2 separate regions of the Macaca mulatta genome follow, and region 1 is linked to region 2. Evidence: chromatin contacts called from public Hi-C data. All regions are on one chromosome and are shown on one strand. The core of a region is the stretch at or near the end of the contact, and the rest is flanking DNA. Distances in the headings are between cores, read along the strand shown. Region 1 holds the start of ZNF512 (zinc finger protein 512). Region 2 holds the start of CCDC121 (coiled-coil domain containing 121).

Region 1 (6,350 bases), core at 2,698-5,197, 45 kb before region 2:
GGAAACTTTGTTCTCAAACATCTTTAGCAGAAAGAGCCACTGCAGATACCTGTCAATCTATTCAGAATTTATTTGGGATTCCAGCTGAACTGATGGAAGCTTCTCAGAGCCTGCCAGAGAAGGGTCCAGTTACTATTTCTCAGCCTTCCGTGGTCAAAAACTACATTCAGAGACATACTTTTTATCATGGTCATAAGAAAAGAATGGCCTTAAGGATATGGACACGTGGCTCCACATCTTCCATAATACAGCAATATTCTGGGACTAGAGTGGGAATAAAAAAGACAAATTTAAGGTTCAGTGGTATATCCCAAGAAGTCATTCAGCATATGCCTGTCTCATGTGCAGGGGGCCAGCTTCCTGTTCTGGTAAAGTCAGAGTCTTCCCTCAGCATATTTTATGATAGAGAAGATCTTGTTCCAATGGAAGAAAGTGAGGACTCACAGAGTGATTCCCGGACAAGGATTTCTGAGTCCCAACACTCCCTCAAGCCAAATTATCTTTCACAGGCTAAGACTGACTTCTCAGAACAGTTCCAGCTGCTGCAAGATCTGCAGCTAAAAATAGCAGCAAAACTCTTAAGGAGTCAAATACCCCCTGATGTGCCTCCACCTCTAGCTTCAGGTCTAGTCCTAAAATACCCTATCTGCCTACAGTGTGGTCGATGTTCAGGACTTAACTGCCATCATAAATTACAGACCACTTCGGGGCCTTATCTTCTTATCTATCCACAGCTCCATCTTGTACGCACTTCTGAAGGCCATGGTGAGATTCGGTTGCATCTTGGCTTTAGGCTGCGAATTGAGAAAAGACCCCAAATCTCAAAGTATCGTGAAAGAGATAGACCCATCATACGGAGAAGCCCTATATTACCATCACGAAGGAAAGCTAAAATCTATACTCAAGCTTCCAAGAGTCCTGCTTCCACAATAGATTTGCAGTCTGGGCCTTCCCAGTCCCCTGCTCCTGTACAATTCTACATCAGGCGAGGACAACGCAGCAGCCCTGACCTAGTAGAAAAGACAAAAATTAGAGCACCTGGGCACTATGAATTCACTCAAGTTCACAACCTACCAGAGAGTGACTCTGAAAGCACTCAGAATGAAAAACGGGCTAAAGTGAGAACCAAAAAGACCTCTGATTCAAAATATCCAATGAAGAGAATCACCAAGGGACTTAGAAAACACAGAAAGTTCTACAAAAACAGCAGAACCACAATAGAGAGTCCCTCTAGGGAATTACCAGCCTATTTAAGAAGGAAGAGGATTGGAGCAACTCAGACAAGTACTGCCTCTTTAAAAAGACAACCTAAGAAACCTTCCCAGCCCAAGTTCATGCAACTGCTTTTTCAGAGCCTAAAGCGGGCATTCCAAACAGCACACAGAGTTATAGCTTTTGTTGGGCGGAAGCCTGTGGACAGGACAAGGCCAGACAATTTGTGGGGAAGCAAAAACTATTATCCAAAACAAAACACCAGGGACTATTGCTTACCAAGCAGTATCAAAAGAGACAAGAGGTCAGCTGACAAGCTAACACCAGCAGGCTCAACCATTAAGCAGGAGGACATATTGTGGGGAGGAACGGGCCAGTGCAGATCAGCTCAACAGCAAAGAAGAGCTCACTCTTTCCAACCCAGACCTCTTCGACTGCCCAAGCCTACAGATTCCCAAAGTGGTATTGCTTTCCAAACTGCCTCAGTGGGGCAGCCTCTGGGAAGTGTTCAAAAGGACAGTAGTAGCAGATCAAAGAAAAACTTCTATAGAAATGAAACCTCAAGCCAGGAGTCTAAGAACTTGTCCACACCAGGAACCAGAGTTCAGGCCCGAGGAAGAATCCTACCTGGTTCCCCTGTGAAGAGAACCTGGCACCGACACCTTAAAGAGAAACTCACACACAAGGAGCACAACCACCCCAGCTTCTATAAGGAGAGAACCCCACGCAGTCCTTCCGAGAGAACCCGTCATAACCCCTCTTGGAGAAACCATCGCAGTCCCTCTGAGAGAAGCCAACGCAGTCCCTCGGAGAGAAGACATCACAGTCCCTCGGAGAGAAGACAACACAGTCCCTCTCAGAGGAGCCACCGTAGTCCCTCTCGGAAAAACCATTCCAGTCCCTCTGAGAGAAGCCGTCGCAGTCTCTCTTGGAGGAATCACTGCAGTCCCTCAGAGAGGAGCTGTCACAGTCTCTCTGAAAGGGGCCCTCACAGTCCCTCTCAGAGGAGCCATCGCAGTCCCTCTCAGAGAAGACATCACAGTCCCTCTGAGAGAAGCCATCGCAGTCCCTCTCAGAGGAATCATCGTGGTCCCTCTCAGAGAAGGTATCATAGTCCCTCAGAAAGAAGCCGTAGCAGTCCCTCTGAGAGAAGACATCGCAGTCCCTCTGAGAGAAGATATCGCAGTCCCTCTCAGAGGAGCCACAGCAGTCCCTCTGAGAGAAGACATCGCAGTCCCTCTGAGAGAAGACATCACAGTCCCTCTGAGAGAAGACATCGCAGTCCCTCTGAGAGAAGACATCACAGTCCCTCTGAGAGAAGATATCGCAGTCCCTCTCAGAGGAGCCACAGCAGTCCCTCTGAGAGAAGACAACACAGTCCCTCTCAGAGAAGACATCGCAGTCCCTCTCAGAGGAGCCATCGCAGTCCCTCTCAGAGAAGATATCATAGTCCCTCAGAAAGAAGCCGTAGCAGTCCCTCTGAGAGAAGACATCGCAGTCCCTCTGAGAGAAGACATCGCAGTCCCTCTCAGAGGAGCCATCGCAGTCCCTCTCAGAGAAGACATCGCAGTCCCTCAGAGAGAAGCCATCGCAGTCCCTCTCAGAGAAGCCATCGCAGTCCCTATGAGAGAAGACATCACAGTCCCTCTGAGAGAAGACATCACAGTCCCTTGGAGAGGAGCCGTCACAGTCTCTCTGAGAGGAGCCATCGCAGTCTCTCAGAGAGGAGCCATCGCAGTCCCTCTGAGAGGAGATCTCACAGGTCCTTTGAGAGGAGCCATCGTAGGATTTCTGAGAGAAGTCACAGTCCCTCAGAGAAGAGCCCCCTCAGTCCCTTGGAAAGAAGCCGTTGCAGTCCCTCTGAGAGGAGAGGACACAGTTCCTCTGGGAAAGCCTGTCACAGTCCCTCTGAGAGAAGCCATCACAGTCCCTCTGGGATGAGGCAAGGGAGGCCCTCTGAGAGGAGCCATCGCCGTTCCTGTGAGAGAACCCGTCACAGTCCCTCTGAGATGAGGCCAGGGAGGCCCTCTGGGAGGAACCATCGCAGTCCCTCTGAGAGGAGCCGACGCAGTCCCCTTAAGGAGGGACTCAAGTACAGTTCCCCTGGGGAGAGGCCCAGCCATAGTTTGTCTAGAGATTTCAAGAATCAGACAAGTCTCCTCGGCACCACACATAAAAATCCCAAAGCAGGACAAGTGTGGAGGCCTGAAGCTACTCGATGAGGCGGGGCCCGCCCCTATTATTCATTGTCCTAAGTCTTCATCGTGCTGCCCTTTCCAGGCTTCTTTCCTGCTCAGCCACTGCCTCCAATTCCTGCGCCCCCAGCGTGGAAAGGCTTCCATGTCTCTCTACCGGGGGGAGGCGTGTGAGAATGGGTCTGTAATTTCTCTAAGATCAATAAAGGGGCAGTACATGATCTCCCTGTGCATCTGGACTGAGACCACTGGGCGGGTGGGTGGGGAAAGCAGGCTGGAAGGACACGAGGAGTTGTGCAAAGGTTCGGAATGAGAGCCAGGGGTTTTGAGGCCCGGTCGAGGCTCCAAGCTCCGCCCCTTCGCTCCAGATCCCACCCATAAGTTCCCGGGTCCGCGTCGCAATCCCAGTGGGGCGGGGTCTCAGAGGAATCGGAGGGTGACTCGTCACGTGACTCGCTCCGGCCGCAGCCCCCTCGGAAGCTGCTAGGCGGAAGTAGAAGTTCAGAAGAGGGCTAGGCGGAGCCGAACCCACATCCGGGAGAGGCGAGGAGAGCGGAAGTGGCGTTGGTCTGGCCGGAGCCCTTGGGTGAAATTGTTAGGCGTGGAGAGGGAGTGATGTCTTCCAGACTCGGTGCTGTACCCGCCGTGAGTTTCTTGGTTTGACCGTTATGCTTTAGAGGTAGCGCTGTCGAGCCCGGAACATGCGGTCCCTCGCTTTTGTCCCATGCTCAGAGTTGGTTTTATCAGAGGCCATCGTAGGCCCCACCCTTCTAGATCAGATCACCTGTCCCCTTTTTCTTTACCCACGTTCTGCTGCCTGTACCCTACCTCCTTGAATTTAATTCCTCGCCACATTGCCATTAGTTTCTATTCCTTTTACATCCCCAATGTCTCTCATATCCGTTGTCTTTTCTTTTGGCCTCCCTTTTAGAGCCTGGGACAGGGCTTTGAGAATGGGGGAAGACGAAGGCTCTGGTATTGTTACCCGCCTTTGCACTGCTGGAAGATAGGACAGCATATTTTTCCTAAAAGGTGTTGCCTTCTTGTGTTTGAGGTGGTTGCCCCGGGAGAGCTTCATTTCTTCTGGGCATAGGGGAATTCGTCTTTTTGTGGTCGAGGTTCAGAGGTCCCTAGCACTCACTCGTGTGCTTGTGATTTGCTAGACTTCGGGACCCACAACCTTTAAGCAGCAGAGGAGCACGAGGATCGTGGGAGCTAAGAAGTAAGTGAGGTTTTCTAAGGTCCTTTTATGATTGTGTCGCCAGCGCTGTCCAGTAGAACTTCTTCCTGTGATGAAAATGTTCTGTATCTGCATTGTCCAGTATCATAGCCACTAACCCTGTGTGGATTTTGAGTAGTTGAAATGTGGCTAGTGCAAATGAGGGACTGAATTTTAAATTTTATTTGCTAAGTAAGTTAGGTTTCTAAGGTTCTTGTGTGATTTTGTGGCCAGCGCTGTCCAGTAGAACTTCTTGTGACGAAAATGTTCTGTATCTTCACTGTCTAGTATCATAACTACTAGCCCTGTACAGCTTTTGAGCGCTTGAAATGTGGCTAGTGCGACTGAGGGGTTGAATTTTAAATTTTATTTAATTTTAACTAACTTTAAATAGCCACCTGTAGCTAGTGGCTATCGGATTGGACAGTGTAGGTCTAAGTCTGGTGTGTGGGAGAAAAACCTAGCTTGCATAAAAAGAGTACAAATTATAATAAAAATGGAACCAGTGACTCAGTGGTAATTCCGTATATCTCCAGACATCAATTTCGTGCACATAAATACAGTGATGAACTTGGGATGGATGATTTAAAAAAATGGCCGTAAGAAATCCTTATATTTTTAAACTACTTGGCTGTAAGACTGGTTTGTTATTTAGTACCCTGAAGGTGCTTAGTTTTTCCATGGTTAATACAAAAGAAAACATTCTTGTTAACTAGACATTAAATGGATTCATTCATTCAGGTGACATTTACTACATGTTTGCTGTGTGCCAGTTCTGTAGTAGGTTAGGTATACAGGCATGAAAAACAACTAGCAGTCTAGAAGGGGAGATAGGCAAGTAGATCAACACAGTTCATTGTAATAAGTAAATATTTTTAAATGGGAATTTAATTTAGCCTTTGGGGAAAGGGAGTGATAGTTTGGAAGGGAAGGATTATCAGAGCAGGTCACTCCTAAGTAGAAACCTGAAAGTTGAATCATACAGTTAGTGAGAAGGAGAAAGGTTTTTCAGAACAGAGAACAGTATGTGAACGTGTGGAAAAAGTTAATGGGATAGTAAGTAGTTCTGTGTGGGATGGAGGATGAGGGATTGCAGGGAGAGCATTTAGAGAGGTTAGTAGGGGCTAGACCATGAAGGACCTGTTATGGCATACTAAAGTGTTTGGATTTTATCCTGGAAGAGATAATGAGGGAATGACATAGCCAGATAATTGGTCTTAGGCCACTCTGGCAGCATTATGAGGGATGGATTTGGAAGGGTACTGGGAAACTGGTTCAGAGGTTATTATGATAGCCTAACAGATTAATAAAGAACATGCAGCCTGTGGTGGGAACAATACATAGGGAATACATAGGGAACAACGTATAGGGAGCATACAGGTTGTGATGATAAGTGAGTAAGAGAAGGAAGATAGGATGTCTATGGGTTTCTGGCTTTGGCCATCAGGTGAATTTTGGTGTAATTCACAGAACTAGGAATTTCTGAATGAGGAGCAACATTTGGAACAAAATCAAATAGGTTTGGACCTCAGATGAACGGCTGGTCTGAAATACAGAGTTGGGAATCATCAGCTGTAAAAAATAATTGGAAACATGATGTTTTCCTCCACAAGCTGAGAGTTTTAATGGGCTCTTCTAGTTAAAGTGGTTAGAGCGATGTTTCTCAGTATGAACCTTGGTCACCTAGAGATAATTGTTAAAAAATAAGATTATTAAGTCCCTAT
Region 2 (6,279 bases), core at 3,602-6,101:
GTATCATCATGAATATGTCTCAATGTCTGGGGCCGGGCATGGTGGCTCACACCTGTCATCCTAACATTTTGGGAGGTTGAGGCTGGAGGATCGCTTGATCTCAGGAGTTCTAGACTAACCTGGGCAATGTGGTGAAATCTCATCTCTACAAAAAATAAAAAAATTAGCTGGACATTGTGGTGTGCACCTATAGTCCCAGCTACTTGGGAGGCTAAGATGGGAGGACTGCTTGGGTCCAGGAGATCGAGATGCTGCCATGAGCTGTGATCATGCTACTGCACTCCAGCCTGTGTGACACAGTGAGACTGTCTCAAAAAATATTAAAAAAAAAAAAATTCTGTACATCTCCTTAAAAGAGAACATTTTAGAAATTTACTCTTGCTTCATCTTGATTCCTCTCTCTCTTCTCATAGCAAACCCATTAGCAAGTCCTGTCTACCACCAACTACATTTTGAATCTGTTCACTGTACTTCTGCCATTCCAATCTAAGCCATCATTACCTCTTGCCTAGACTACAGTATCTTCCTAATTGGTTTCCTTCCACTTTCTTCTGGCTTGGATACACTCCACCTAACAGCTCTAGTTTTTAACATTGTAAATCAGACCTCATTCACCTGCTAAAGGCCCTCGGACTACGTCTCTGTGCTCATAACTCCTGCTAGCCTTAATAGCCTCCACCCTTGTTCTTTGACCATTCCCCTACTATACACACACCTTTCTGTTCCTTGAACCTACCAAGCTTATTGCCATCTTAAGGCATTTGCATTCACTGTTGCCTCTGCCTAGAATAGTTTCTTCCCCAGTTTTTGCAGGGGCTTCATTTCAATTGTAGGCTTAATTTTAGCAATCATAGCAGGTCTTAAATTTCACCTCAGAGGTATTTTCCATCTAAATTCACTTTCTTAACCCTGTGTAATTTTCTAAATAGCAAAGCAGACAAAATGTAGATTGAAATCTTAGTTGGCCAACTTGCTGCTCACTTAGAGGTATGGATTTCAAGGTATGAAATCAGTTATCATTCAACTTTTAATGTCTTCAAGCCTTCACTCTGGAAGGGACAGCCACAAGCAGTATACCATATCCATTATCTGGGATGATAAGAAGTAAAAATGAACTGAGATCAGGTGGAAGTTACCCACTCCTGAATTAGATAATCAGGACACCAGTGGCAGGAGGGGAATTAACAGAAGAACTAATATGCTTCCTACTTTACAACTTTTTATCAGCCTTAGAAATATATTGTCTTAGGGTTTTTACATCCACAGAGAATAAGCCTTCAAGTTTGTCTTGGATACCATGCTTTCCTTGTTCCGTGTTTCTGTATTTTCAGCTCACAAATTGAGATTTAATTTAAAGCACCTGCATGCTAAAATCCTAATTTCTGCATTAAAACTAGTTTTTATTATTTGCACGTGTAAGACATTTAAGAGTGGTAATAGAGTGATGAAGCAGAAAATGTGTTACATTGGAACAGTAATAAAATCAGTGGATAAATGTTTTTAATAATGTTTAATAAACTACATATTTAACAGAAAAGTTGTTAAAGCTAGAAGGTAAGGACATATTGAAGGAGAATCCTTTTTAAGTCCAATTTTAAGGGAATTCACTTTACATGTAAATAAAGCTGAAAATTCAGGAAAATTATTTTGAAGTTTTTCATCACTAACAATTTCTGGGAAACAAAGTTGATCCTATTTTCCCATAGAGGACCCATATTAAAATGTGAGATTATATTCCTATACTGGGATTCAGCATTCAAATAACTAGTCCCAACTTCAATGTCGCAGAACCCCCCCAAAATATATAACTATCCTAAAAATATATACTTTAAAATATAATTTATAGTTCTACTAAATGGGAATAAACATGGCACGCGTTAATTACAAAAGATACTTCACGTACTAGAAAGTGCACCTGTAAGAAAATAAATGACCTAAAACTAAAGCACTTAGGATAATAAACATCATTTTACTTCTATCTTTTAGAATGCTGCTAGGGAAATGGATGACACTTTTTTAAAAGTCCAAATATTTCAACTTTTTTTGGATACATTTTCCTGAAATAAGGGGAGGCATTCAGTCACCTCCATGCTACATGTGTTTCTTCAAAGAAAACATTTTCAAATGTAAGAGCTGACCTAATAGATGTCTCCTTCGTCTTCTCTTACCTTCTCAATTTACTTAAAGCTAAACTTGTAGGGGCTTCACATCAGATGAAAGGTCACTCTGCCTAGCACTTACTGGACTTGCTGTTATCAGAATGCTTTTTCGCTCATGAGAAAACTAGGAGCTACCTGGTCACTGGCACAAACTTACAAAAATCTTATAAAAACTGCTTTTGTCTGCTAAGTCGGTCAAAAGGAATGAGGATAAACTGATACTGGTTATTTACTGAGCAGAACGCTATTCAGTCTATTTGGAATGCTATCCTTAAAGGTACTTTTTCTCTATAAAGAAATCTAGTTAGATGAAATAAATCACAACTGTTTTCACTTCCTCGGGTTGGTTTCCTTTAGCTAGTTTGATGTATGGTAAATGGCTAGGTTAGGGTCATGTGTTAGGTTAACTAGAGGTTTGTGGAATATCTTATTAACAAGAGTATTTCAAGAAAAAACTAGTTAAGGGAAGCTGGTTACCAAATATCTAGTAGGACTGTTGGATAAAACCATCTAATCCTCCACTCTAACACTCATGATGGAGATGTTACAATAACAATCTGGAATCCAAAAGCCTTCCTAACCAGGTTAATATAGCACTTAAGAGTACTTGCTCCAGTTATCTAATCAGTGTTATTTTAGGAGGAGTTACTTTGGATTAATCCTTGATTTGGTGCCTTGGGGAAGACTGGGTGTGGTCTTTGGAACATCCTGTCTATTTAGGCACTGATTATGACTTCCTTGCAATCTCTGCCTCCCCCGGATTAAGGACTCCAGATACCACTGTTCCTGCTGCAGCTGCTGCTTCCTGTTTTCTAAGTGGCTTTGAGTAGCCGTTAGTTTCTGGGCTTGCTCAATTAGCTGCAGTAATTCCTTCTTGAACTGCTGGTTCTCTCTTTTGAGGCCACAGGAGTATTCAAAAATAGACCGCTCTGCTGCCAACTTCAAGGCCTGGGCTTTCTTATTAAGCTCTCTTCTTTTTCTCTTTCCCAGTAGCCTCCTGTCTGGCTCGCTCAGTTGTTTCTCCAGTAATCTTTTCTCCTGGAGGAGCTGGGCCTGTACTTCACGTGTCTTTGCAGCTGTCTCAGCTTGGACTTTCTTTTTCTCCTCCTGTAATGTCTGTATTTCTTTCTCCTGCTTTTCCTTTAATATAGCAATGTCCCTCATTGCCTGCAACTTCCGCTTCAAACTGGATTGGATATTTTCCTTTTGCAAGAGCGCTGTTTTAAGCACTGAAATTTGTTCTGCATATCTGGAGGCTGATTCTTGTCTTCTTCGTTCAATCTCTCCACTTTGTTGTAAATAGCTGTTCCATACCTTCTCAGGTTGCTTTGTGTACTCTTCAGTTTTGTTAGTCAGGTATTCCAGAAAGAACCTGTTTTCAGCCTGGACAAGTAACTTTTCTTGGTATAGCTCCCTGTATTCCTCCAGTAGCTGTTCCCGCTGGATTTGAGCTTGTTTTATATGCTTGTTCAGAACCGTCATTTCCGCCACTATCTTTTCTTTAAGGATTGTCTCCACCTTTGTTAGCTTCTCTGGCTTGACAAAATTATTTATTAGCCTATGATACGGTGGAAGGAGCCTTCTGGGGCCCTCAGCAAACCTGAAAGAACAAATGAGACATTCCTCTCTCAGTTGATGAAACTTTAGGAAGTGCACAACTGTCCTTTATTTATACCAGAGAATATTTCTGAGTACCCAGAATGTTCCAGACATTATGCAAGGTGAGGGGAATCCAGCTAGTGGTAAAAGATGACGGATTTAGCTCATCATTTACAACGTGCGTTCACCACAACCCTGGGAGGTACTATCTCAGTTTTAAAAAGAGAAAACAGGTTCAGAGAGTTTAAGTGAATTGCCCATGACTCACACCACTAGCAAGTGGCAGAGCCTGGGTATGAAAGCCAGATCTTATGACTTACTGAACACTGTTAGCAGCTACAAAGGGCCACAGAAACAGACTGGGTGGTTGCGAGTAGAAATACTTTTCTAAGCTCTTTCATCATCTTTCCTGAGTTTCTGAGAGCCCTTCAGTGAGAAGGAAGCTCCCCTCCAGTACCTATTCGCACCTGGAATCCAAGCATTCATCCTGAAGGTCACGGCAACTGCGTAGTTCACCGAGGGTGATTACCAAGGAATGAGCGCTAGCATCAGGAACCTGCGCCTGCAACTCGCGGGAACAACGTGCAAGTGCGGAAAACTCCCGTAGTTTATCCGTTCGGTGCTCAAAGGGTCTCGGTGCTGCCCAGCAACCCTGGAGGCTGCACCCTGCTCCAGTCCTGGCTGGTCCAGCCCTGAACTGTTTAACCGCCTCGGCTACCGAATAAACCCGAGCAGCCGGTCCTCCAGTGGCTCCGCTCCCCGCTCTCTGCGGGCTCGAAATGAGAGGCATGCGCCTCGTTTTCTTGCTGTGTGAGTCCTGCCCTCGGGACCCCATCTCTTCTCGCCTTCCCCCTGGGGCCAAAAGCCCTCCCAGGCTGCAGAGATCAGAGCCCTTTCCTAGCTCCCTTCAGCCTTCCTCTCGCTTGCTCAGCGCCCCCACTTCCTCGCCACTGTCACTAGTTGGCTCACCAGCCCTGCCCGATACTAAGAAGATGCCCTGGCAACTACCGCGCCCCTTCACGCTCCTTTCTGACGCTTTGGTTCTGTTTTCGTTCGCTGCCCAGAACATCGCGGAAGTTTCTCTAGCCATGCGGTGTCTCTATGGTCAGGTGGGCGGGGCCAGGAGGAAGATGGCGGCTCCCGCAGCTGCAGCTGAGCCCCAGGCTTCTGGGGGTCCGCGGCACCCAGTGTGTCTGTTGGTGTTGGGAATGGCGGGATCCGGGAAAACCACCTTTGTACAGGTGACGTACACAGCGTGGGTGTAGTAGGGGAGCGCAAAAGGTTGCCTCCGACAGGCGGAAGGCCAGGGAGAAAGGGAGGGAGGTCTCCGAGGATTTGGAGGGTATCGGCGCATGGGTTTCGGTCGTTTCCCATCAACTTTAGTTCCTTCCCCGGCAAAGCCTCCTCGGGCCCTAGCCAGGTTAATTAAGGCTGTCTTCTGTGCACCTTCAGTGCATACTCGGTCAGCTTACCACGTTGTACAGGAATTGTCTTGCTGATAAAATTGCCAGTTTCTCGAAGGCAGGGGCTTACAAGTAACTTTAGAGATTAATACAGTGCTAGCACACAGGTTTTGGTGAAGATTTGCCGAAGAATTATTTCTTGCACGCCTGTCATGTACCATTCACTGGGGATATAGCGAAAATTAGGTTGACAAGATTCATTCATGGGGCTAAATATTTAATGGAGGAGATAGAGAAAACCCACATACGAAGAATCAAAACAAGTAAACAAGTGACTATGAGTAGGGGAAGTTTTGTTAGATGGGTGATGAAGAAAGGTAGCATTTGAACTGAGAGTTGTATCTTGGTGGTGGATATAGTGGGTGGATATTTCAGGTAAAAGAAAATCTAAGTGCAAAACTCTTAAGGCATGGGTGGTAAAGGAAGTTCTCTCTTGTCCCCTCTTTGTCTCCTTCCAACCTTCTCCCCATATCTCTGCAGAGGCTCACAGGACACCTGCATGCCCAAGGCACTCCACCTTATGTGATCAACCTGGATCCAGCAGTACATGAAGTTCCCTTTCCTGCCAATATTGGTGAGTAAACCGGTAACATAACTTGTGTGAAGTGCTTTAAAGAGAATGGAAAAGGCCGGGCGCAGTGGCTCACCCCTGTAATCCCAGCACTTTGGGAGGTCGAGGCAGGTAGATGAAGAGGTCAGGAGTTCAAGACCAGCCTGGGCAAGATGGTGAAACCCCATCTCTACTAAAAATACAAAAAATTAGCCAGGCGCGGTGGCAGATGCCTGTAATTCCCGCTACTCGGGAGGCTGAGGCAGGAGAATTGCTTGAATCCGGGTGGCAGAGGTTGTAGTGAGCTAAGATAGCACCACTGCACTCCAGCCTAGGCAATAGAGTCAGACTCTCCAGCCTGCCAGTCTTCAGTGCCTTCTTTTTTGATGTTTTCTAAACTATCTACTTTCATTTCCTTTGGATTTGCTTGAGTTCCTAAACAGCTTAGGCTTTTTTTGTTGTTGTTGTTGTTGTTTTTTTTATAGAGTCTCTGTCACCCAGCAGGCCA

Evidence for each region. A called contact is a pair of places that touch in the nucleus more often than the background predicts.
Region 1: a Hi-C map of cortical neurons shows a contact between it and region 2, with 2.5 times the contacts expected there. The contact joins the promoter of ZNF512 here to the promoter of CCDC121 in region 2. A contact is called at or near these places in 2 of 14 Hi-C or Micro-C datasets (cortical neurons and fetal cortex germinal zone).

What each region holds. Positions count from the first base shown.
Region 1 is chr13:97,410,441-97,416,790 of T2T-MMU8v2.0, reverse strand. It overlaps ZNF512 (zinc finger protein 512), which reads left to right and starts at 3,947. Exons shown (of 16, transcript XR_013402889.1): 1 at 3,947-4,052; 2 at 4,571-4,629. It overlaps SPATA31H1 (SPATA31 subfamily H member 1), which reads left to right. Exons shown (of 8, transcript XM_077959808.1): 7 at 1-2,317; 8 at 2,462-3,921. The coding sequence ends at 3,434. It overlaps LOC144333828 (a long non-coding RNA gene), which reads right to left. Exons shown (of 2, transcript XR_013402914.1): 2 at 3,963-6,350.
Region 2 is chr13:97,366,172-97,372,450 of T2T-MMU8v2.0, reverse strand. It overlaps CCDC121 (coiled-coil domain containing 121), which reads right to left and starts at 4,851. Exons shown (of 2, transcript XM_001099612.5): 1 at 4,226-4,851; 2 at 1,496-3,759. The coding sequence starts at 4,593. The coding sequence ends at 2,805. It overlaps GPN1 (GPN-loop GTPase 1), which reads left to right and starts at 4,003. Exons shown (of 15, transcript XM_077959832.1): 1 at 4,003-4,037; 2 at 5,226-5,279; 3 at 5,704-5,795. The coding sequence starts at 4,018.